6 separate regions of the Mus musculus genome follow, and all the other regions are linked to region 2. A link is a contact called in public HiCAR-type, HiChIP or PLAC-seq and promoter capture Hi-C data. All regions are on one chromosome and are shown on one strand. The core of a region is the stretch at or near the end of the contact, and the rest is flanking DNA. Distances in the headings are between cores, read along the strand shown. Region 1 holds the start of Lpcat3 (lysophosphatidylcholine acyltransferase 3). Region 2 holds the start of M6pr (mannose-6-phosphate receptor, cation dependent). Region 3 holds the start of Atn1 (atrophin 1). Region 4 holds the start of Cdca3 (cell division cycle associated 3). Region 5 holds the start of Pex5 (peroxisomal biogenesis factor 5). Region 6 holds the start of Ing4 (inhibitor of growth family, member 4).

Evidence for each region. Promoter capture Hi-C pulls out the DNA fragments that hold promoters and counts their contacts. HiCAR-type assays count read pairs that join an accessible place to other places. HiChIP or PLAC-seq counts read pairs in DNA pulled down with a chosen protein or histone mark.
Region 1: a contact with region 2 is called in an H3K27ac HiChIP or PLAC-seq map of bone marrow-derived dendritic cells, with 5 times the contacts expected there. The contact joins the promoter of Lpcat3 here to the promoter of M6pr in region 2. A contact is called at or near these places in 2 of 115 datasets of contacts at active chromatin or transcription factors (astrocytes and bone marrow-derived dendritic cells) and 1 of 9 other capture datasets (liver).
Region 3: a promoter capture Hi-C map of pre-B cells shows a contact between it and region 2, with 4 times the contacts expected there. The contact joins the promoter of Atn1 here to the promoter of M6pr in region 2. A contact is called at or near these places in 1 of 39 promoter capture datasets (pre-B cells) and 1 of 115 datasets of contacts at active chromatin or transcription factors (astrocytes).
Region 4: a contact with region 2 is called in a HiCAR-type map of astrocytes, with 5 times the contacts expected there. The contact joins the promoter of Cdca3 here to the promoter of M6pr in region 2. A contact is called at or near these places in 3 of 39 promoter capture datasets (liver, pre-B cells and second pharyngeal arch cranial neural crest) and 1 of 115 datasets of contacts at active chromatin or transcription factors (astrocytes).
Region 5: a contact with region 2 is called in a promoter capture Hi-C map of pre-B cells, with 8 times the contacts expected there. The contact joins the promoter of Pex5 here to the promoter of M6pr in region 2. A contact is called at or near these places in 4 of 39 promoter capture datasets (cranial neural crest, hippocampal neurons, pre-B cells and 1 more), 4 of 484 Hi-C or Micro-C datasets (B cells, CD8 T cells, cerebellum and 1 more), 1 of 115 datasets of contacts at active chromatin or transcription factors (astrocytes) and 2 of 9 other capture datasets (adipose tissue and liver).
Region 6: a promoter capture Hi-C map of pre-B cells shows a contact between it and region 2, with 4 times the contacts expected there. The contact joins the promoter of Ing4 here to the promoter of M6pr in region 2. A contact is called at or near these places in 2 of 39 promoter capture datasets (neutrophils and pre-B cells).

What each region holds. Positions count from the first base shown.
Region 1 is chr6:124,660,916-124,664,549 of GRCm38.p6, reverse strand. Lpcat3 (lysophosphatidylcholine acyltransferase 3) reads right to left here and starts at 1,446. Exons shown (of 13, transcript NM_145130.2): 1 at 1,191-1,446. The coding sequence starts at 1,341.
Region 2 is chr6:122,307,361-122,310,672 of GRCm38.p6, reverse strand. It overlaps M6pr (mannose-6-phosphate receptor, cation dependent), which reads right to left and starts at 1,953. Exons shown (of 7, transcript NM_010749.7): 1 at 1,507-1,953.
Region 3 is chr6:124,754,533-124,757,858 of GRCm38.p6, reverse strand. Atn1 (atrophin 1) reads left to right here and starts at 1,372. Exons shown (of 10, transcript NM_007881.4): 1 at 1,372-1,563.
Region 4 is chr6:124,827,932-124,831,742 of GRCm38.p6, reverse strand. Cdca3 (cell division cycle associated 3) reads right to left here and starts at 1,567. Exons shown (of 6, transcript NM_013538.5): 1 at 1,470-1,567; 2 at 1,093-1,240; 3 at 255-381. The coding sequence starts at 1,212. Usp5 (ubiquitin specific peptidase 5 (isopeptidase T)) reads left to right here and starts at 2,259. Exons shown (of 20, transcript NM_001326594.1): 1 at 2,259-2,458. The coding sequence starts at 2,348.
Region 5 is chr6:124,412,990-124,416,460 of GRCm38.p6, reverse strand. Pex5 (peroxisomal biogenesis factor 5) reads left to right here and starts at 1,394. Exons shown (of 16, transcript NM_001277805.1): 1 at 1,394-1,488; 2 at 2,011-2,174; 3 at 2,419-2,454; 4 at 2,760-2,892; 5 at 3,061-3,192. The coding sequence starts at 2,028. It overlaps D830015G05Rik (a long non-coding RNA gene), which reads right to left and starts at 1,389. Exons shown (of 4, transcript XR_378022.4): 1 at 570-1,389.
Region 6 is chr6:125,038,228-125,041,726 of GRCm38.p6, reverse strand. Ing4 (inhibitor of growth family, member 4) reads right to left here and starts at 1,879. Exons shown (of 8, transcript NM_133345.2): 1 at 1,830-1,879. The coding sequence starts at 1,866. The region is part of intron 1 of 4930557K07Rik (RIKEN cDNA 4930557K07 gene); the gene reads left to right.

The DNA of each region.
Region 1 (3,634 bases), core at 197-2,696, 2.4 Mb before region 2:
TCAAACTCACAGTTCTCTTGCCTTAGTCCCAGGGCACTGAGCCGCAAAGGCATAAGTCACCACACCCAATTTATCTCAAACTTCCTACAGTTAACCCTCTACTTACGCCTCTCTCAGGTTAAAGTTATGCAGCCTTCCCCAAAAGTTCCAAGGACTTAAAAACCTACTGAATCGAGTCTCTGATCACTGATCTTGACCTAAGAATTCTTACCGGACTTTACAGCGATCCAATGCTAAGCACGGCTGTCTTCATCTCATAAGAGAATTAGATGCGGAGCAGTTAAATGGCTTGCCTGGGGGGTCTTACCGTTTGTGAGTAGCGACAAGAGTGGTTGCTACTCACAAACGGTAAAGAGTGGGACTCCTTTAACTTCAAAGTCCACACTTTTTCCATCATACCACGTTACCTCATGTATTAAAAAACCTCGAAGAGTGCGGTTTTTAAAAGACTATAAAATATATATATAATATATAACACAGCTTGTTGCGACATAAATTCAGGTACATCACATCCTTTGAACCATATGAATAATAGTCCCTTGGAACAAGCATGGAGTTTTTAAGGTTGTTAATAGTGCTGTTTCCCAAGCCCAGTGTAAGAATGTATTCCAGAGTAAATGACAGGTGGGCGGCTAAGGGGGAAAGCAATATGGTACAAGAAAATACTAGAAAGTGGACAGAAAAGAGATGAAAGTACACTATACGTTGGCAATACACAAAATAGACCGAGAAGACATAGTATGAAATAATCGGGCAGAGGAGGCCCGTAGGGCTAAAATATCTTAAGTTCGAGGGCCTATGCCTCTCGTAAGGAGAGCGCATGATGGGAGCTGTTAATAACAAATAAGTAGTACTCATGGCCACAGTCGAACTCTTGAGAGCCACAGACAGACATAGGTCGCAAGGGCACAGTCCGGCATATCGATGACAAGGCGGGAGGTGACTGAGGAGCCAAAGGGCACAGTATGGGCCAAAGAAAATGGGAAGAGGTTCAGAGGGTACGGGCCCCCAGACTTGAGACCAGACTTGTCTTCCCTTCGATAGCTGGCTGGTGTGCTTGATGACCCGCACCCCCAAGCCCTCCTGGGTCCCAGGTTCGGGGCAGACAGACAGGTCCTGTCCCCAGACCCCATTCTGCCCATTTCCTTGGGACTCCACGAGGGGGCAGAGGCAGGCAGGAGGGTCCTTACCCAGGAAGATGGAGAAGATGAGCCGCAGCGCCTGTTCCGACGCGCCCAGAGACGTCGCCAACTTGTTAAGGCTCAGATCCTCGACACCCGGCCACAGCCCCCGCATCTGCTCCAGCGTCTCTCCCATGTCCCCGTCCGCTGTAGACGCCATCTTAACTGCGGGCGCCCCCCGGGGACCCCCAGCTCCGCGCCCCGAATGTGGGCAGAACGCGGTGGCTTCACCCCCAATTCCGGCCGGGGGCCCGCCCACGGCGTGCGCATTGGCTGCGGGCCCGCCCAGAGCCTCTAGACCCACCCGATTATTGGTCGAGCCAGCCGGGGGCGGGGCCGAGCGCAGCAAGGTAGGAAGAGGGCGGGGCCGAGCGTTTGTAAGGCAAAGGTGACTCCCGTGAGGAAGGGAAACGGGCCGGGCCGGCGGGGCGGGGCGGGGCTTGCGATCGCGACCCAGCTGCTATTGGAGCAGGCGGGAGCGCGAGGCGAGGTGACAGTACAACTCGGTCCGGACGGCTCCGGGCAGGAGTGGGTCGGACGGGTGTCCGGCCGGCTTGCTCGCTGCCTTCCCATTGGTTGAGACAGGAGCAGGCGAGAGTCGGGGCGGGGGGGGGGCGGGGGGGGGCGGGGGCGTCACCAGACCGCGAGGTTACTCTCGGTCGCCGGCGCTGGGGTTACTGGGGCATGTAACGGAGCGGAGCGAATGTCTGCTGTCACCCCACGAGCGCCCCCTAACGGTGTCTCCTCGGGGGCGGGGGAGGGGGGGAGAGCGAGGGTCCTGCATTCCCAGCCCTTTCCTGAAGGCTCTGGGGGAGCCCAGGGGCCCAAGAACACCCTTTAATGCTACGTAGCTCTTCCCGATGCAGGTCCTTTTCGGTTGTTCAAGTACTGGGACTCGAACCGGTGCCGCGTGCACGCTCTCCTGCCGGAGCTACAACCCTAGTCCTTATGCAGAGTTCCCTTTCTATAGTAAAACGGACCTTCTCTCCGGAGGCAATGAAATTAGGATCTGCCTATTTATATTAAAAAGAGCCTACTTAACACTTGCCGCTTTAATTAACAGTTAGGCTAGTTTTGTCACGGCTTAAGTAATGTATGTTCCTGATGAAAGTTCAAGCACTAGAGGCATGAAGCAAAATAGGAGCCCTTTCCTCCTATGCAGTGTCACTTCCCACTGATTGACCCCAGGGAAAGTGACAGTGTATGGGGTGTGTAACAAAGGGGTTCACAAGTTCTTGTCCTAAAAAGTTCAGCTATGGCTTACACTTCCATGGCATTTTATACTTTTTTCCAGCCCCCCCCCCCCCTTTTTTTTTTTACTGGGAAATTGAACGTAGGCTTTACGTGTGCTAAGGAAGCATTGGACCACTGAGCTATGTCTCCTGCCTTTTCATATGTCCTTTTATTTATACTTAAAGGCATTTTTTTTTACATTTATTTGTGTATATATTGGGGTATGTTGGAGGAAGGGCTAGTTTTTGCCACAGAACACACATGAAGGCCAGAAGACAACTTTCAGGAGACTGCTCTGTCTTTTGCCATGTGGATTTTGACGATTGAACTCAGTGCTGGCAAGTGCTGTAACGCGCTGAGCTATCTCTCTGGCTCGCAATTATTTTAATTAATTAAATTTTAATTTAAAATGCTTTATTTTTAATAATAGGGTTGTGCCTCTGTGGGTGGTGTGTAGATGAAGATTTCCTATCCCCGGTGTCTGGGTGTTACAGGAAATTGTGAATGGTGTGATATGGGTGCTGGGAATTGAATGCAGGCCCTCTGCAAGAGCAATATTCTCTCTTAACCACAGAGCCAGCCTGCCAGCACTGCCATTCTTTTTAAATATGAACTGCTTTACTCTTCCTGAAAAGTGCAGACTACAACCTTCCTGGATTAAGATTTTCTAATCTAGGCATAACCTAGACCAGTGGCTCTCAGCCTAATGCTGCAACCCTTTAATATACTTCCTCATGCTGTAGTGATCCTCCAACCCTAAAATTATATTTGTTACTACTTCATAACTGTAATTTTGCTACTGTTATGAATCATCATGCAAATATTTTTTGGAGATAGAGGGTTGCTAGAGAGGTTGAGAGCCACAGGTTGAGAACCACTGGCCTGCACAGAGAGCCAAATGTATCCCTTTCTGATGTCATCCCCTTCTTCATGTGAGACTGAAGATCTTAGACAATCACTTGACTGATGTGAATATTCATCACCAGGTAGTTTTTTTTTTTTTTTTCTTTTTTTTTTGGTTTTTCGAGACAGGGTTTCTCTGTGTAGCCCTGGCTGTCCTGGAACTCACTTTGTAGACCAGGCTGGCCTCGAACTCAGAAATCCACCTGCCTCTGCCTCCCAAGTGCTGGGATTAAAGGCGTGCACCACCACCGCCCGGCAAGGTAGTTCTGTTTAAAGGTGTGGTACTGGGCACAGCAGTGGGATGGCGCAGCAGGTTG
Region 2 (3,312 bases), core at 704-3,203:
AGTTGGAAGTTAACTGTAACAAGGAGCCCAGGTTTAAGCTCTCCCCTCCCCTGAGCTCAGCTATTGCTCAACCGGTCACCTCACCTAGAGCTCCTCTGTTAACCTACTCGGTGCCATTTTCTGCAAGTTCTCTCAGGATTTAATTTAAAAAAAGTAACATTCTGGGCTCTGAGGCGCTTGCTCCCCAGGACATATCCTGGAGGGATGCTCTCACAGAATGAATGCTGTGCACTCTGGCCTCCAAGTTATTTCCTCATTTGTTAACTGTTGCTGCTTTCTCTTCCCAAATTAGGGCAAAGAATTTCACAAAATTGGGACAGGATGAAAAAATTAAAACAAGCCACGGTAGGCACTGGATGAGTGGAACTGTTTGTCATTTGCTTAAACGTTCAAAAAGTTAGTAGAAGAATAACTTTACACTTCTCCCAGCTTAAGATTTGAGTCTAATTTTGAGCTGCTTCTCCTTGATTCAGTGTGGTGTATGTTTGAAATGCTATGCCTGCATTGTGTTAGTTACACAGCCTAGAAAAGATGAGGGGTCTGACGCTTAGAGTTGCTCACTGAGTTACTTGTCCTAGGCTACACAAATATTAAATCAACCTGGATGACTTAATGCCATGAAGGCATTTGTGGTCAAACTTCTGATAAATACAGGCCCAAATAGAGAGCAGGATAAAACTGAAAGCTGGGCAGTTCCTATTTAGCATGGTCCAAAGAGATCCCCAGAGTGCAAGCACTTATAACTCTCAGACGCTGTAAAACAGGATCTTAGGCTCTTGAGAATTCCCCTTTCTTATTCTATAGAGACAGATCTAGTGGCAATGCTGAAACATTCTCTATAGGACGCCGAGTGACTAAGTTAGGGGTTGGGAAACTGCTGACCTCATTCAGCCCTGCACGCATTTTTCCACTCATGGCCGTTTTCCATTTTCTAATGGAGGGCTTTATTTTCTTCCTCCTGGTTCATTGCAGCCAACACGTTTAAGATCAGTCTCAACTGGCAGAAAGGCCCAATGTTTAAAGTGCCCCAAGGAGGTAGTTCTGTGCTTCAAAGTCTCCACAGAAACACAAGACACTCTTGTCACTCTTTTCCACACCATGCTAACAGACCTTCCTCGAACTTCTTCCAGGAGTCTGGAAATTCTCGCCTTCTATCTACTCAAAGTCATACCTTACCCCCAAATGACGCCATGACGCCACTTTACTCCCACGATACAGGTCAAAATTCTCTCTACAAGAATCCAGTTAACACTTCACACATGAGCACTTTCCTTTTCCAACCTTCAAAACATCTCAAATCCCTCTCTGATCTTGGAACTCCTCTTCCTCACTCCTAGAAGTCTGGCGTTCTCCGTTCTCATGCCTTTTGCCTCAAGTCCTCCCTAGGGCTCCCTAGCAGGATCTCCAGCCAGAACCACGGCCAAGCGAGAGTCCTGGTCCGCACCTCCTTCAGTACAGAGGTGTGCGAGGACCCCAGCCCGCTTCCTCCACGCCCCCAACACTCACGTGTCACGGGAAAACAGAGCAACCGCGGCTCAGAAGCCCCCAAGAATGTGTCTCTGAGGTTGGAAGACGCGTCCGGAGATCAGGGGTGCGGGGGCGCAGACCCCAGTCCCTCGATTCCTCTCTGAAGCCAGCGCTTCCCTAGGCGCCTCAATGCGCCCCGCTCCAGAAGCCGGAAACAGGAAGCAGCGAGAGCCTGCTGAGCAACTGCTCCTCCCACTAGACTCCGCGGCGTGTGACCGCAGAACCTTGGTTCCCTGGTCTCTCTTTTGGACGCTGATTGGTCAGCAGCCTAGTTCGCTGTTCCCCGGTCCCATCAACTCCAATCACTCGGAGATTGTCAAGATCAGTTTCTTCTTTTCGGGTCGCCTTTCTACCAATGAGGTTCGAGCTCCGCCTCCAGGGACTCTGGGCGGGCGCTCCTCATCCACGCGGGGTCATGCGCCAGGTGTCCCAATAGGTCTGAAGACAGTACGTGAGGGCGATCTGTGGAACTACAAAGAGTGTCGCTCCTTGGGCTTGCTGGGAGTTGTAGTTCCCTCGCCCGAAGCTCTCTGGGAGTTGTAGTTTCTAGGACTCTTCTGCTACCTTGGTGGCCTCTGTGAGGCGCTGTTTAGCCATCAGTCGGCTGGGCTCGCTTCTGGTTTGCAGTTGACTCTGCTACCCAGACAGTGGAATGTTATAGGTCCTGCCTGTCTTGATTTTCTTTGTTCAGAATTTTCTAATTCTTTCGGGACATAACTATTGTTACTGTTACCTGGGCAATGAATTTTCCTATTGTGGCATCTTGCTAGATAAGCATACTGTCAAAGGCATATATCAAAGGCGCCTGCCCTATGTGTGCCGGCCCTCTAGCCTGTACTTCAGTTTGGGGGGACCCGTGTCTTTGTGCCTTTGGTAAGGTCATTTGAAGACTCCTTGGATTTATTATCCACTTCTCAAGCCCTAGTTGTTCTTAGAGCTTGGTTTGAAACAATTGCGGCTTCCTGGATTCGCTCTCCAGGTTACTCATTTCTTCCTCTGAAGTTTCTTTTGGCTTTAGCTGCTCATGCCCCTTTTACTCTCACGTGCTTTTGCATGCACCTCCCTCACTCTGCTTAGATAGGGATTCATGTCAGAGGTAGAACTGTGCTTAAACTGCTAACACCGTAGTGTCCTATACTTTTTAAAAAAGTTAACTTAAAAGTTTTAATACATTTTAATTAAAGTATAATTACTTCCCCTTCTTCTGACTTTTTCCTTCTTCCATTTCTTTCGAAGGCCCCTTCACCCAGCTCTCCCCATGTCCCCCACTCAGACTGATGGTCTCATCTTCTTTAATTGTTATAGTTACAAATATTTGCATAGATACACTACAACCTGCTGAATCTGTTTATGTTTGTATGTACATGATTTCAAGGATGATCACTTTGTATGGCATAGCCTCACTTCTCTGTTAGCATATTGATATCGCCATTGTTTAGATCTTGTTTTTGCCACCATTTCTATGAGACTGTTTCACACCAGACATCCTGGTATTGCAGCTCTTACGGTTTTTCCAGCCCCCCTCTTTTTTTATGTGTCCTGAGTCATAGATGCAGGAGCTGTGATGTAGAGGTAGCCACTGTGGCTAGGCCCCTCACCACCTGCTGATCTCTGCACCGTGTCCTGTCATGGTTTTCTGTGATGGTCTGTAGTGAGAATTTTGGAATTTTGGCTTCTTTAACACAGAAAACAATTTTAAGAACATATTTCCATTTTGATCCCAGGTGTGGGATTTGGGGCTGCTTCAGATTGTCCACAACAGCTGGCTATGATATTTGCCTTGTG
Region 3 (3,326 bases), core at 123-2,622, 2.4 Mb before region 2:
GAACCTGGGCACCCTAAAATGTATGTAGGTCCTTTCCACCTAATCCCCCACTTCATCCCTTCTGTGACCATGACCAAAGATGCTACTAGTAATGACTTCAGACTTGAGAAGGTCTAGTTCAGGAACCTCGAGAAAATGAAGGGCCCAAAAGTGAAGTGCCACCTCTTAGTTACCTCTTCCACACTAGGGCCTGGACCCCAGTCTGTCACTCCTCCAGGGTTCTCCCTCCGTCTCTAGCTCCTCTCTTTTCCCATCACTGGCCCTCCCACCACGTTGCCACAAAAGCCCTATTTATCTTGTGTTTCCTTCCAGACCTCTCTAATTCATTCTCCTCCACTTTATTTGCCAAAGGAAATAGTTCTTAGTTCGATTGGAAGTCCCCACATTCATGTTTACCAACCCAGCCCACCCCAGTCTCCCTCTAGAATAGGCATCCTCTGCCCTCCACCCCTCTTCTGAGACTTCTCATGCCTTCTCTCCCACAGAGGGATCTCCGGACTTGCCTCCAGCTTTCCTTCATCATTCCCAAATTCTTGTGGTTTGCATTCTTCTCAACACCAATCACTGCCTTAAACGCTTATCTCTTCCAGAAACACCATTCTCCTAGTACGTCTTCATCCTTTCCCGCCCAGGTCCACAAACTTCCATCGTAGGCTCTCCAAAATAGCTCCTAAACCCCTCCAGCCTCTACTTCTGGCCCTTCCTCTCCATCTTTCCAATACAGTCCCATTATCCAAATCTCTACTTCATAATTCCCCAAACTCCACCTACTTCACCCCTGCCACAGCCCCTCTTGTCCCCAAACTTCTCCAGCCTCCCCAGGTCTGCCTTCGCAGTCCACAGCCCCTCCCACCCAGCCCTCTCCCGCGCGGGGCCCGCGAGCTCCCCACGCTCTGCGCAGCGAGGCCCTCTCTCTCTGCGCCCCGGCCGGCTTCGGCCAACTCGCCCGGCGCCTCCCCTTCCCCGATCCTCCGCCCCCCGACTGCCGCGCGCTCCCTCCCTCGCGTCTCCTCCGGGCCCCTCTCTCTCCTCCGTTCCTCCGCGCTCCCTCCTTCTCCCTCTTCCTCCCTGCTCCCATCCCCCTCTCCCGAGCGCCCTCCCTCCGCCGTCCGCTTTCCTGTGCGAGTCGCCGGACGCGCCGCCCAGCCTGTCCGTCCGCCCGCAGCCCCGCGCCCGACCGGGGCCTCGGGCCAGGACGCGTTTCGGGGTGGCAGGCCTCGGGGCGGGCTAGGGGCGCGCGGCACCAGCGGCGGGAGGGTCGGGGGTCGCGGGCCTCGCCGGGACCGCGAGTGCGGGCGGAGGCGGGCGGTGCGGCGGGGGCGGGCGCGGGCGGCGCGTTCCGGGCGGGAGGGCGGGCGAGGAGCGCGAGAAGCCGATCGGGGCTGCGCGGGGAGCCGGGCATGGGGGCCGCCCTCCGGGGGGGCCGGGGCCGCCGCCGCCGCCGCCGCGGCAGCGACTGAAGCCGCGCTGTAAGGAGGGGCGGGGAGTGGCCGCCGCCGTCCCCGGGAGGCGCCGGAGCCCGACCGCACTCGCAGCCAGCCAGCCGTCCCGAGCTGCTCGCAGGTAAGGTCCGCTGCCGCCGGCCCGGGCCGCCCCGTTCCGGCCCGCGGCTCCCCGCCCCCACCCCTCCCGGTCCCCCCTCCCGCCGCCGCCTCCATTTGTTATTTTCCCGGTCGCGTTCCCTCATTGCGGGCACGACCGGGCCCGAGGCTGGGGACTCAGGGGGTGGGGCCGCCCGGAGGAGGGACGCGGGCCTGGGAGTCGCGAGCTCGGGAGGTGGGGGGAGGAGGGTTTTGGGAGGAGGGCTGACGGGGCCGAGCGTCGCCAGGACCAGAGCCTAAAGGGGAGGAACGCCGAGGTGGAGACTTGGCGGAGGTAAACCGGGGGATGCTGTGCGGGTGGTTCGCGGAGAAGGCAGGACGGATCGGAGAGATGGCAGCGAGGTGGGGCGTGAAGGCTCCAGTAACCCCACAGGCCCAGCACCGGGTTTCCAGGTTGCGGGTCTTGGGAACAGGGAAAGGGGTGTGGTAGGTGGTAAAATGAGGGTTGTAGCTGCCGAGACGGGGGATTGAACCTGGGGGGAATGGAGATGAACCGGGAGAGGCCCAGCTTTGAGAAGACCGACGTTTTTTGGGGTGGAAATGGGAAGGCCATATCTTTTGTGACTCAGTTTTCTTTCCCCCAATCCTGGTCACCTCTGACCCCGTTTTCCTAATCCCAGACCTAGTTACTTCGTGAAGGGGGGGCACTGAGTCTTGGTAGTGTGAGTCCTCCTAACACGAATAAGAAAGGCAGGGATACTGAAGGGAGAATTGGGAAGGTTGGGAGGATGGGAAAGAAGAGAAGATTGGGCAATCATATAGGCATTCCAAGGAATTGTGACCTCCACCCTCACCCCCAGAGCATTGGCTGTCCCATAGGAGGACTTCCTTACTGCCTTGATCTCAGAGATCTCTTTGTGCCTGGGGTAGGTTACCCTAAAGCTCCCTTTCCTGAAAGGTTGGAGTTGCTCTGGCAACTAAGGTGGTAATAGTGGCTGCCAGATGGACCCCTGGGATGGTCTCTTGGGGGGCACTTTTTTTTTTTATCCATTTTGTTGCCATGGTAGTGAGACAGTGGGAAGTCCAATAGGTGGGGATTCAGTATGTAGATTGGGCCTCTCTCAGCCTGTAGCTTTGTCCTTGGTGGGTCTCCGGGAGATGTTTCTGGTGTTGCCCCAAGTAGGGTTTCCTAAGGAGGCATCCCTTCTCCTCCAGAAGTCTATTGGAACAAGTAACCCTGTTGCTTGCAGGTCATTCCTGCAAGCCTCTACCTGGGTATGGTGCGAAGATGAAAATGTTGTTGTTCAAACTATATTGTCTTGGGCTGGGGGTAGCTCAGTAGCAGTGTTATTTCCTAGCATGCATACAATAGGCCCTGGGTTTGAGCTCCAGAACCAAAAACAAAATAAAAAAAAAACAACCAAGTTACATCACCGCGGGCAATTTCTGTCGGCCTCTACCACTCTTATTGTCTTATAAATGGTTGACTCTTTAAACTACTTTATCTCCTTGAATTCCTCTTTGGGTCTCTCTTCCTTCTTTGTCAGTTCTCAGGGTGACCCTTTCATTCAACTGATCTTTGGCCTTTTTTTCTGAACCTACAAATGTAGCGTAGCTCTCCATGCCTGTCTGGGTGAGGGTGGCCCAGGGGCGATGGCTATGAGAGAGGTTAGAGCAGAGCAGGATGCTCTGGAATGGGGGCTGGGAGACCGATGTCCCTCTGTGACCTTGGGCAAGTCACTTCTCTTGTCTTTGCGCTTCACCTTCTTGGTGTGATGAGATGGC
Region 4 (3,811 bases), core at 318-2,817, 2.5 Mb before region 2:
AACTGTGCCAGGTGTGGGCCTCCACCCCCACCCCCAAATCTGTGTTAGAAAATGTTTTTAAGTGAGAAAGGTCCCATACAGGAGGATAGAAACCCTGGCATGCTTAAGACCTTTGGTTAAAACCCCAGACAAAAAAAAACCAAATAAATAAACAACAACAACAACAACAACAACAACCCAGTAAAACAAAAATGGTGGTGAAAGCACCCTAGAATAGGTGTCAGTTTCAGGCACCCCCTGAGCCCATCACTTGCCTGGACCACTGATCTTCATGGGTGTCCGTGCAATGCCAAGAGTAGGAGAGCGGGGATCTGGGTCTTGTGCCTGTTTGAGACCGTTCAGCTGTTCTGCTGGTAGGCTTGGCTGTGGAGAGCTCTCTACCTGTCAATACCACAGGTTAGAATAAGTCTGGGCCCTGGGCTGGAGAGATGGCTCAGCGGTTAAGAGCACTGGCTGTTCTTCCAGAGGTCCTGAGTTCAATTCCCAGCAACCACATGGTGGTTCACAACCATCTGTAATGGGATCTGATGCCCTCTTCTGGTGTGTCTGAAGACAGCAACAGGGTACTCATATACAAAATAAATAAATAAATCTTTAAAAAAAAAAAAAAGTCTGGGCCCTGACCTTTATCTCCTCCCCATATTTCTAGCCAGACCTGCGACTGCCCAGTGCAGGTTAAAGAATGCAGAAAGTTGCCAGGCACGGTAATGGCACATGCCTTTTATCTCAGTACTTGGGAGGCAGGAGGATCTCTATATGTTTGAGGCCAACCTGGTCTCCATTGTGACAGGGCTACATGGTGAGACCCCGTCTTTAAAAAAAAAAAAAAAAAAAAAAGGCAGAAAGTCAGCTAATGAAAAAAGAGATCATGTATTTGAAAGACAGCAAGGAGGGGTATACGGAAGGGTTTGGAGGGAGGGACAGGCAGATATGACAAGATTATATTAGAGCCTCAAAAATAAATAATAAAAGGGGGAGGGATGGAGAAAGTAGGGTTCCAGTGGCAGTGGGAATGAGGGCTCATGTAAACAAGCTAGGCAGAGGCCCGCATCCAGACAGCCTCCCTGCATTCCCCAGCCCAGCCCAGTATACCTGAATAGGAGTGCGCTGGATGCCAGCACTAGGTGAACGAGGGTCTGCTACTCGAGCCACTTGCTTGTTGCGTGGCAGAGGCCGTGCTGGAGTGCCTGAGACGCTCTGAGTCGAACCCATCTCCACTGGGGCTGGGGACGGGGCCCGGCTGTGCAGATGCAGAGGAAGGGACGTCCGTCAGAAGAGACTCAGAGCTTACTGCTTCCGTGTCGGACCTCTGACCCCATACCCACCCGATCTTCCCAGCTTCCAGCAGAGGAACCTCCGGGTCGCTAGCCCAGAGAACTCTGCAAGGATAACGAATGGAGATTTTTAACAGAGCAGTCAGGTCTGCGGGAGCCTTCGTATTTAACCACTAATTCATTCACATTACTTACCGGGCCCCAGCTCGACCTCTGCCCGAACACCAGCTAGAGAAATAACTCCCAAAGCCCGGAGTTTCAAACTTCCCTCCACGCCCCCTGCCCCGACCCTATTGGCTAAGCCGAAGCAGACTCTCATAGGCCAGTTGTGGAAAATGCGCCTTCCGGAGCAGAAAGCCATTGGTCTGAAGGATGTCTATCATGAGGACTGGCCAATGGGCTGAGGACTGGCTTGCCCTCCGGTGGTGGCTCCGTGAGCTGGGGACTTTTGTTTAGTATCAGCCTGACAGCGGTGGACTTGATGGGTGCCACTCGGCCTTTCTGTTTCATTAAACAAAATAGAATGAGTTATCAGACTGTATGCACAAAGCCAGCTGGAGACGGAGTTAATATGGTTTGTCTAAAGCGAAACAGCCATCCTTATTGGTTGACGGAGTTATCACGCATCTCTCAAAATCGCCTCATTGACTACTGCTTTTCAAATACCAAGACAAGTGCTTTCTGATTGGACGAGTCCTTGGCAAAGTTTCAGTAATCAATGCGTTTAAACAATTCACAGTTTCTGCTCTGCACGTAAGGCATTCTAGAGTCCTTGAATCACAGCTCCTGCAACTCCCAGCCCTCCTGGAACCGCCACATGAGCACTTGCCCTGGGAGAGCAGGATTGGTCCTTTCGGCCATCAGTTGTACCCGCGGCGCTTTTTATTGGTATTCGCTGAGTGGGGGCAGAGGGTGGAGCGCCAGGAGGCAGGCTGGGTCCAACTGCCGATCTCGCGCGTCTTGCCTTTAGCGCATGCGCACACTGAGTCGCGCTCATTGGATGCGAGAGACGGAGGGGGGCGGTACTAGGTACAGTGGGAGCTGCTGTGTGAGGAGGAGCTGCTGCCGGTGTCATGGCGGAGCTGAGTGAAGAGGCGCTGCTGTCAGTGTTACCGACGATCCGTGTCCCCAAGGCGGGAGACCGGGTCCATAAAGACGAGTGCGCTTTCTCTTTCGACACGCCGGTAAGCCCATTCCCCACGCCCGCGACGACCACGACTTCCTTCCATTGCCCTGGTCATTCGGCCAGGCCTGCAAACCTTGGGCTACCGCCTCCTTGCGATGCACCCTGGGACTTGTAGTTTTCTCCATACCTCTCTGCTTTTGCTTTTCATTCTCTGTAGCTGTAGTATGACTACCACTCCCGGAAGCTACAGCTCTCGCCTTGCCCACTCCTGGTCTCGTGAAGCATTATGGGCATTGTAGTTGGCCATGTCCCTAGTTCCTATTCTAAGTTCGAATTGTAACCCGTACGGCGAACTACATCCCCCAGGCGACTCCCAGAAAAACCCTTGAATGTGGCCTTGCACGTTGCGCAGGGCTCTCCGGGTTTTGTAGTTTCATGTGGGAGGAGTAGGGGCGACTCCCCGCTGTTCAGGGCAAGGGTTGAGATTGGGAAGGTATGTATCCTGCAGCTTCTAGTCTGGAAGAGGATGCCAATCTGTGAAGAAGTCCGATTTAGAGAAACACTGAGTTAAATAGCCTCCACTAGTGGTTAATTTGGACAGGGGATGAGGAGGTGGGCCATTGGTCAGGGAGGAGGAAAAATACCCAATGGAGAGTTCTAGTCGTTTTTTCCTTTGAAGTGAACTATAGCCGCGACCCCTCCCATTCCTCCGTCCTTCACAGGTTGCCGAGACAACCCCTCTCTCAAGTATTCCTTAGAAAGGGTTTCTTTGGAGGATGCTAAGGCCCCTTTCTCGTCTTGCTCCCACTCTTGTCTAGTTAGACAAAGCCGCCACCCACACCGTGCTTCACGTTCTGCAGGCTCCACCTTGTACCTCCCTTCCTGCAGTTCTGCCTTCCTGTGTCATCTTCAGCCAGAGAGGAGCCTTCAGGCCCTAACTGAAAGGGCCGCAGTTTGGTTGGGATCCGCCCCCTTCATCACCCCTCCCCTCTAGCGGTTGTTGGGCCCTGCCCAGAGCTTTAAGCCAGACCAGCTCATGGCCTGAAAACTGCAAGTCAGACTGGAAAGGCTTCATTAATGCATCCCCAGTGCCAAGTATAGCAGCATAATGTGATGCCCACTTCAGGACCAGTCCTGTGATTTGTGCTTTGCTTGGTTTGCTGGGCTTTGATCAGCGCCCCAGATAAGCTCTGCTTCTCTCAGGTTGGCCTTAGTAGAAGTAAAGGATGATTGCCCGGCACGGTTTTCCACCAGCGATGAAGCCAGCACCTTTTATTTTCATCTGAAGAGTTACTTGAGTGTTCTCACCTTCCTCCCAGGGACGAAAGGTAGAAATCAGTGGGTCAGTGTTTACACTTAAAGACAAGACAGTTGTTCTTGTCTCTCCTTGGTACTTTATATGACTGGAAAA
Region 5 (3,471 bases), core at 145-2,644, 2.1 Mb before region 2:
TCCTAGCAGAGTAGGAGGTTATGTGTGTGATGCGTTTTGAATGCTTCTGGGAGATGCTCTCCCATTTCCCCATGACCAGAAATTCAAACCATCATATGCTTTCCTTAAACACTGCTTTCTCCAGAGATTCTCCTGTTTTAACATATTCATCTTCCAAGATGGCATCCTTTCCTCCTTGGTGTGGTTTAGTTTATTCGTTGCTAGGTGTTTTTTTCTTTACAATGGCAGCCTGGAAACAGTGGACAGGGATGAAATTTGTGGTCAAGGAGAATGGGTGTATGTGTGTGTGTTAGGGCCTCTGAAAGATACTGACAGTGTACTAAAGACAGAAACATTGCACAATATTCTGCCTTGTTCAACCACTGCAGTTATAAGGGCAATTTCTATTTTCCCAGGGACGAATTTACACTGCCTGTGTTCCCTGAGGAAGGCTACCTTTGAAATCATCAGGGCAGCAAAGAACCAAGCCTGCCCCAGGGCGCCACCTACAGACTACCTGCTTCTCCCGCACCCCGGGTTGGGACGTACGTCAGGCCTTTCTAGAACCAGTTTCCTCCTAGCCCACCTACCAGCACTCTGAACCCCTCCCCTTCTCAGGACGTCAAGGAGTCCGTCGGTCTTGGACCTAGGTGAGCTATCAAGGTTTGCTTTCCAGTGTGACCTTGAGGTCTGGCACCCGAGCCATTTCTCTGGCAGATGGTGGAGCCTGAGGCTTAGGTTCATATTCCCTGATCAAAGGTATTCCTTGCCACGTTTCCCCAACTTGGAGCTGCAGGGAATCAGGCCATCGTGACCTTGACCAGTAGGAAAGAGGAGAGAGGAGTGACTCACAGCACTCTCCCCATCCATTACAGGATTGAGGTCTCAAAATGCGTTGGACCCTATTTTAGTCACCAGAATTTGTCATCATCCGGAGCTATTTTCTTCATTACGCAGAGATGGTAGAGGCAGGCCCCTGTCTCCTTGGAGGCTGTGACGCTGTCCTGAAGGAGCGTCTGTTGGAAGGGGGGTCAGGCCTAGGAGGCCGAAGCAGGTCATAGATTTGACCTCCGAAATCTCCCGGGCTCAGTTTGGGCGATTTAGAGGTGCAGGAGAACCAGGAAAGAGAGCTGAACCGTGGAACCTGAAACCTTGGTTTTTCTCCAAAGCCAGAGAGGCCTCTTCTAGCTCCAGTCCTCTGAGTTTTCCACTAATAAATCCTGGCGTTCTAGGGACTACTGCAGGTTTCCCCAATCCAACTGTCCAGGACTGTCTCCTTTAAGGATCTCGGCTCCGCCCATCACGCTGCGCAAGCTTGAGGCCCCGCCCCTTTACCCGTTTCCGTTGAGCTGGGCCGCAGCGCCGCCGTCCCGGCCCCTTTAAGGCCGAGTCCCGCCCCCTTGCTCCCGCCCCCTCCCTTCCCCCAGCCCACTCCGGGTGCCTCGGCCGGTCGGACGGTGCGGCCCGCGACGGCGAGCATTGGAGCCTGGGGGCGCGGGGTCGAGGCCCGTAAGTCCCCGCCGCTGCGGTGGCCTCGTGGGACGGGGTCGAGGCTGGGGCGACGGGGCTGGGGGCGCGGGGCGCTGGGCGGGGACGGGCGCGGCCGGGGAGGGGGCTCAGGTGACACGAGCTGGGATCGGGACCCGCAGCTGGCGCCTGACCGGGGGTGTGGGTCCCGGTGTACGGTGGAAGGCGTCCCCGCTGTCCCTCGTCAGGTTAGAGTTCGGGTCTAGCCGTGTTTATGATGCGCTCCCCGTGCTCCCCAGGGGTCCAGGCCCTTTTGTAGAGCTGCTGTTGGCGGGTGGTGTCTGAGCTGCCGTCCGCTGGAGGGGAAGCCCGAGCCGAAAGCAGCGTTTCGAGTGGGAAGGCAGGACACAGCCTCCTCTTGGACTCCAGACACACCTCGGGGGGTGGCCCCGGGGGCCTGGCCCTTGTGGAGCCGTCGTGGGCCCATCTGCTCTAGATAGGGCCTGAGGCGTGCGTTGGGAAAGTCTGGCTTCCCGACCACAGTTCTAATCTTCTGTCCATCAGGGAAGCTGCTGGTCACCATGGCAATGCGGGAGCTGGTGGAGGGCGAATGTGGGGGTGCCAACCCGCTGATGAAGCTGGCCACCCATTTCACCCAGGACAAGGCCCTTCGGCAGGAGGGACTGAGGCCTGGCCCCTGGCCTCCGGGAGCCTCAGCAGCAGAGACCGTGAGTGTTCTAGGAGAGCCTATTTCTTCCACCTGACAGCTGCTTTCTCTGTGTTAAAGTAATAGCAGTCACCATTCAGTAACACTGGAGTGAGCCTTGTGCGGCTTTACACAGACAAGGACTACTATTTTATAGACAAAGAAGCTGAGGCTTTGTGAAGGCTCTTGACTTGCCTCAGGCCACCTAAGCAGTAGAGTTAGAGTTGGGTTGTAGCCTGCTATTGTCTCTTTCCTTCTTATCTTAGGTTTCCAAGCCTTTGGGAGTAGGAACTGAAGACGAGGTAAACAGAGCAAGTTTCTTTTCTGTCTTTTTTTTTTTTTGGGGGGGGGGGTTGTGGTGATTTTTTTTTTTTTTTAAATCAGTCCACTCATACTTCAGTCTTTGAACTCTCTTTACCAAATGAGATTGCCTGCCAATGTTTTCGTCTACTTTTTGGGGTATTTTTCTGGTTTCCAAATTTACAGATAGATTTTTTTTTTTCTTTATTTATCTCCAGTTTTCGTTTCTCTGTCCAACATCAGTGGGCCCTGCCTCTGGCTGAGGCCCTCTGATCCTAATGTTCATCCGACCATCTCTCTGTAATAGTTGGTGTCAGAATTCCTGCAGGACCAGAATGCAACTCTTGTATCCCGAGCCCCTCAGACCTTCAAGATGGATGACCTCCTGGCAGAGATGCAGGAGATTGAACAGTCAAACTTTCGCCAGGCTCCTCAGAGAGGTGGGTTCAGGGCCTGGTAAGACGGGAAGAGGCCAGAGGGCTTCCATCCTTGGGTTTTGCTGGCATCGGGGGACTGAGATGCTGAGGAGAAAAAGGAGGTGTTGCCCATGAGTGAGTGTGAAGGAACCTGTTTTCTTTTTTTCTTAGTCTTCTCTTGTCTCTTTTAAGCCCCTGGTGTGGCAGATTTGGCCTTGTCTGAGAATTGGGCCCAGGAGTTTCTTGCAGCTGGAGATGCTGTGGATGTAGCTCAAGATTATAATGAGACCGACTGGTCCCAAGAATTCATCGCCGAAGTTACAGGTGAGGCTTGTGGGGACATCTGTAGTAGTTGTTAGGGAGCATTTACATGTCCTGTGTTGCTGGGCGTCCTGATTCCTCTTGGGATGGAAGGTGATTTTCGCTACTAATGACTTTTCTAGTTTCTTGATTCATTTCTGTAGGATGTTAAATGTGACTTCTTATAACAATTGTAGGTAATCAAAACATAATAAAGAGAAAAGTGGGTTTGGTTGGAAAAAAAAGAGAGGGGGTGGAGAGGGAGAGAGAGAATATGAATGAGAGATTAGATCTGCCTCTTTA
Region 6 (3,499 bases), core at 630-3,129, 2.7 Mb before region 2:
AGCTTAACCTCACTCTCTCGCTCCCTGTGGTGGGGCAGACTGAACTTCAATCCCAGGGGCTGCCCCTTGTTAGGCAAGTGGTCTAGTGTCATCTCCTATATAAACATAAAGACAGGCTTTCATTATGTAGCCATGGCGGGCCGAGATCTCACCTTATAATACCAGGCTGGTCTCAAACTCAGAGATCTTTCCAAGTGCTGGGATTAAAGGTATGTGCTACCCAAACTTGTGTTTCTGTAAGTCGAACTCAAATGTAAAAAAATGTTTGTACTGAATATGGCTTGGTGCTTATAATCAATAGCACTGTGGAGATAGAAGGAGGGCCTGGAGTTCAAGGTCAACCTGGGCTAAATCAGACACTGTCTGAAAAGACAAAACAAGAGGGGGCTTCTTAAGTCTGTGACAGCAGTTCACTAGGATTACTAGTCACAACAGATTACCAAATCAGATGACTCATCTTTCCCGAGGCAGTCGGCACCACCTTCTCGTTCAAGTAACTTACTTCCTCCTAGCAGTGAATACTAGGTCAGAGGCCTTCTGGTATTGCCAGCATCGACATTTTTTTTTCTCCCGAGACAGGGTTTCTCTGTGTAGCCTTGGCTGTCCTGGAACTCACTTTGTAGACTAGACTGGCCTTGAACTCAGAAATCCGCCTGCCTCTGCCTCCCGAGTGCTGGAATTAAAGGCGTGAACCACTACATCTTATCCTTTAAATGCTGCTTTCTTGAGCTCAGTGTCTTTTTTACTGTCTGAAGTTTTTTCCTGAATAATCTCACTGTCAGATTGAATGCCTATTTCTAAGGCAAAGACTAATGTATTGTTATTACTCCAGAATCTCCTACACTGCTGATTAGATAGTTTATTTTCCAAGCAGAATTCACCTTGGATTTTCCTTCTCTCTCAATCGCAAAGTCATTCAATCAATCTTGCCATGTTCAATATCTTTTTTTGTTTGTTTGTTTTTGAGACAGGGCTTCTCTGTGTAGCTCTGGCTGTCCTGGAACAAACTGTAGACCTGGCTGGCCACGAACTTAGAAATCCGCCCGCCTCTGCCTCCCAAGTGCTGGGATTAAAGGTGTGCCATGTTTAATATCTAAAACTTTCTGTCATTCTCTAAGACCAGGTCTGCACTTCTGATTTGGACTGCTACCATTATTTGATCAGTTACTTTCTTTTATTAAAATCAATGCTCTATTTTAAGATGCCCAGGTTAAGAGTTGCCTAAAAGTCTAATATATCCCCAGCCGATTTCTCACTTCCCAGTCTCTATACACACATACACACACACACGACGGGGGAGGGGGAAGACCAGGGAGGCGAGGAGACAGACAGACAGACATATTCCTCATTTTTTGAGAACTGGATTTTGCTCATAAAGTAAAGCATTTCAGCGATCAACTCAGTGGTCGCTCTATTCCACCCAGCAAGCTTAATGAGGAGCAACTTTTGAGATATAAATGACTAAAGGAATTAGGTCGAATATCTGCAGCTGCTCCAAATGGCAGTGCGTAAGTAACGACGCTGCACAACTTAGGGGGGAAAAAAAATCTACCCTCAAGAACTGAGTCAGCAACTACTTTCCTGCTACCCCTAACCCTTTAAAGCCCAGCCCTGATCCCACGGAGCAGCCCTTCCCTCGTCCAGATCTTGAGCGAGGCCTCTAAGCCCACTGCCCCGCCCCCTCCCTCTTCCCCCTCGAATAAATCTTCCCACGGAACCCTTTTCCTGTGATCTTCAGGCTACCAGAACCTCGGGGCCATGAAGTCTGTCAACCTGGACCCTCTACACCACTCTATGGCCCATGACCCCCTTCTCCAGTTGGCTCTTACTGTCCAGATAATGTTCCAAATACATCCCAGCAGCCATCTTGAAGCAAAACAAAGCAACTTCCGATCTTCCCCGGAAGTGACTGATACACGACAGGCGCTGTAACCATTCTTGGATTACACCTTTTCCGTACCTGAACTTCCGCCCTTACTAAACTATCTGCCTCGGATACATCCGCCGGAAACTGAACTTTTTTTTTTTTTTTTTTGCGCCTATTCACGGTCATCTACAGCGAGGCTGATTTAGCCTGGCTTCCGCCCTTAATAAGGCGGCAATATGTGTCTGCGACAGGCATGACGTCACGCGAAGTCGCCATTTTGCATTCTCTAGCAAACTTTTTTCCCTCCAAAACTAGGAATGTTTGGTAAATGGGGGAATCTATTATGTGTAGTTATATTTTGCAAATAATCGCTTTCAACAAGTAGGGAATCGAGCTGTTTTGCTTTTCTAATTATGAATCTGGCCACCAACGTCCCAGCTTAAGTAGAATAGTCTCGGAGGCAGATGCTTTCTTCAGAAGTTGTCAGGCTTTGCAAATTTAACCCTTTGCATCTCTCATCACTTACAAGTTTCTTTGTGTAGCCCTCGCTGTTCTCGAACTCCAAGAGACCTTCCTCTGCCTCACTAATGCTGGGATTAAAGGCGTGCGATATGGAGATCCATGTTTGTGTTTTGTAATGGACTTATGTACTGAAAAGACTGGGTCATCAAAGTATATGCTAGATAGCAGCCTTCACCCTAGTCAAAACCTGTCAGGTTGCTGCTCTTAGGGAAAGAGAACTCAAACCTCTTAGTATTGGTGGTAGATTCTAGCAGATAGGTGTCGCCTCAAGTTGATATACCCTTCACAGTAGTTAGACCCCATACTTGTAAGATAAAATTTGAGCTCTTTTATACCCAATAAGCCCAAGTTTCCTGCTGAGCAGTTGCTAAAGCAGGACAGCAGGATGTGGACTCCATTCTAATCTAAGAGCATGCTGTCGGATAACTGACTCGGCCGGCTTTTTCCTATACAATGAGAATAACAGACATTATCATTGCGCAAAAGTGGAAATGGATGTTCACCCACAAAGGAGGAGCTGATTGCAATCCTTGTGATGAGAACAGGTTTGTCAAACTCTCCATAGTTGGTGAGTGGAAAGTGCACCAGGCAGCTAACCAACAATACTGAGGTACTACTGTCCTGGATGCCCAGTCCCAAATTAAATGAGACTTCTTTATCCACATCACCAAGTAGTGACAGCTGGCTAGGTCTCAGATAGGAGAACATTTGCCAATCTTTTCAGTACTGTATGAAGGATTTAATCTTCATGAAGCAGTCTTGGGAAATTAGCCGAATCCTTTCATGGTAGACTGTGAGAAGTTTCTTAAGTTTCTTGTTCTGCTCTGTCCAGCACAATGGTCTTCCATTTTAGGTGAACATGATAACCATTATTATCATGGGAAGCTCACTGCATTTGGCATTTTCTTCCATCTTAAACCCAGTAGCTGGTTATAGTTTCCATCACTGGAAACCTTTGCACTGCAGTCTAATGAGACACTATGTATACGTACACAGTGCCCAGTAGAATTTGGATAATATGGGGTTGGGGGTTCCTTTCAAGAGGCCATACATGTCTGTGCCCCTACCATACCTGGCAAGAGACAAAAGATCTCTGTGTAGTCCTGGCAG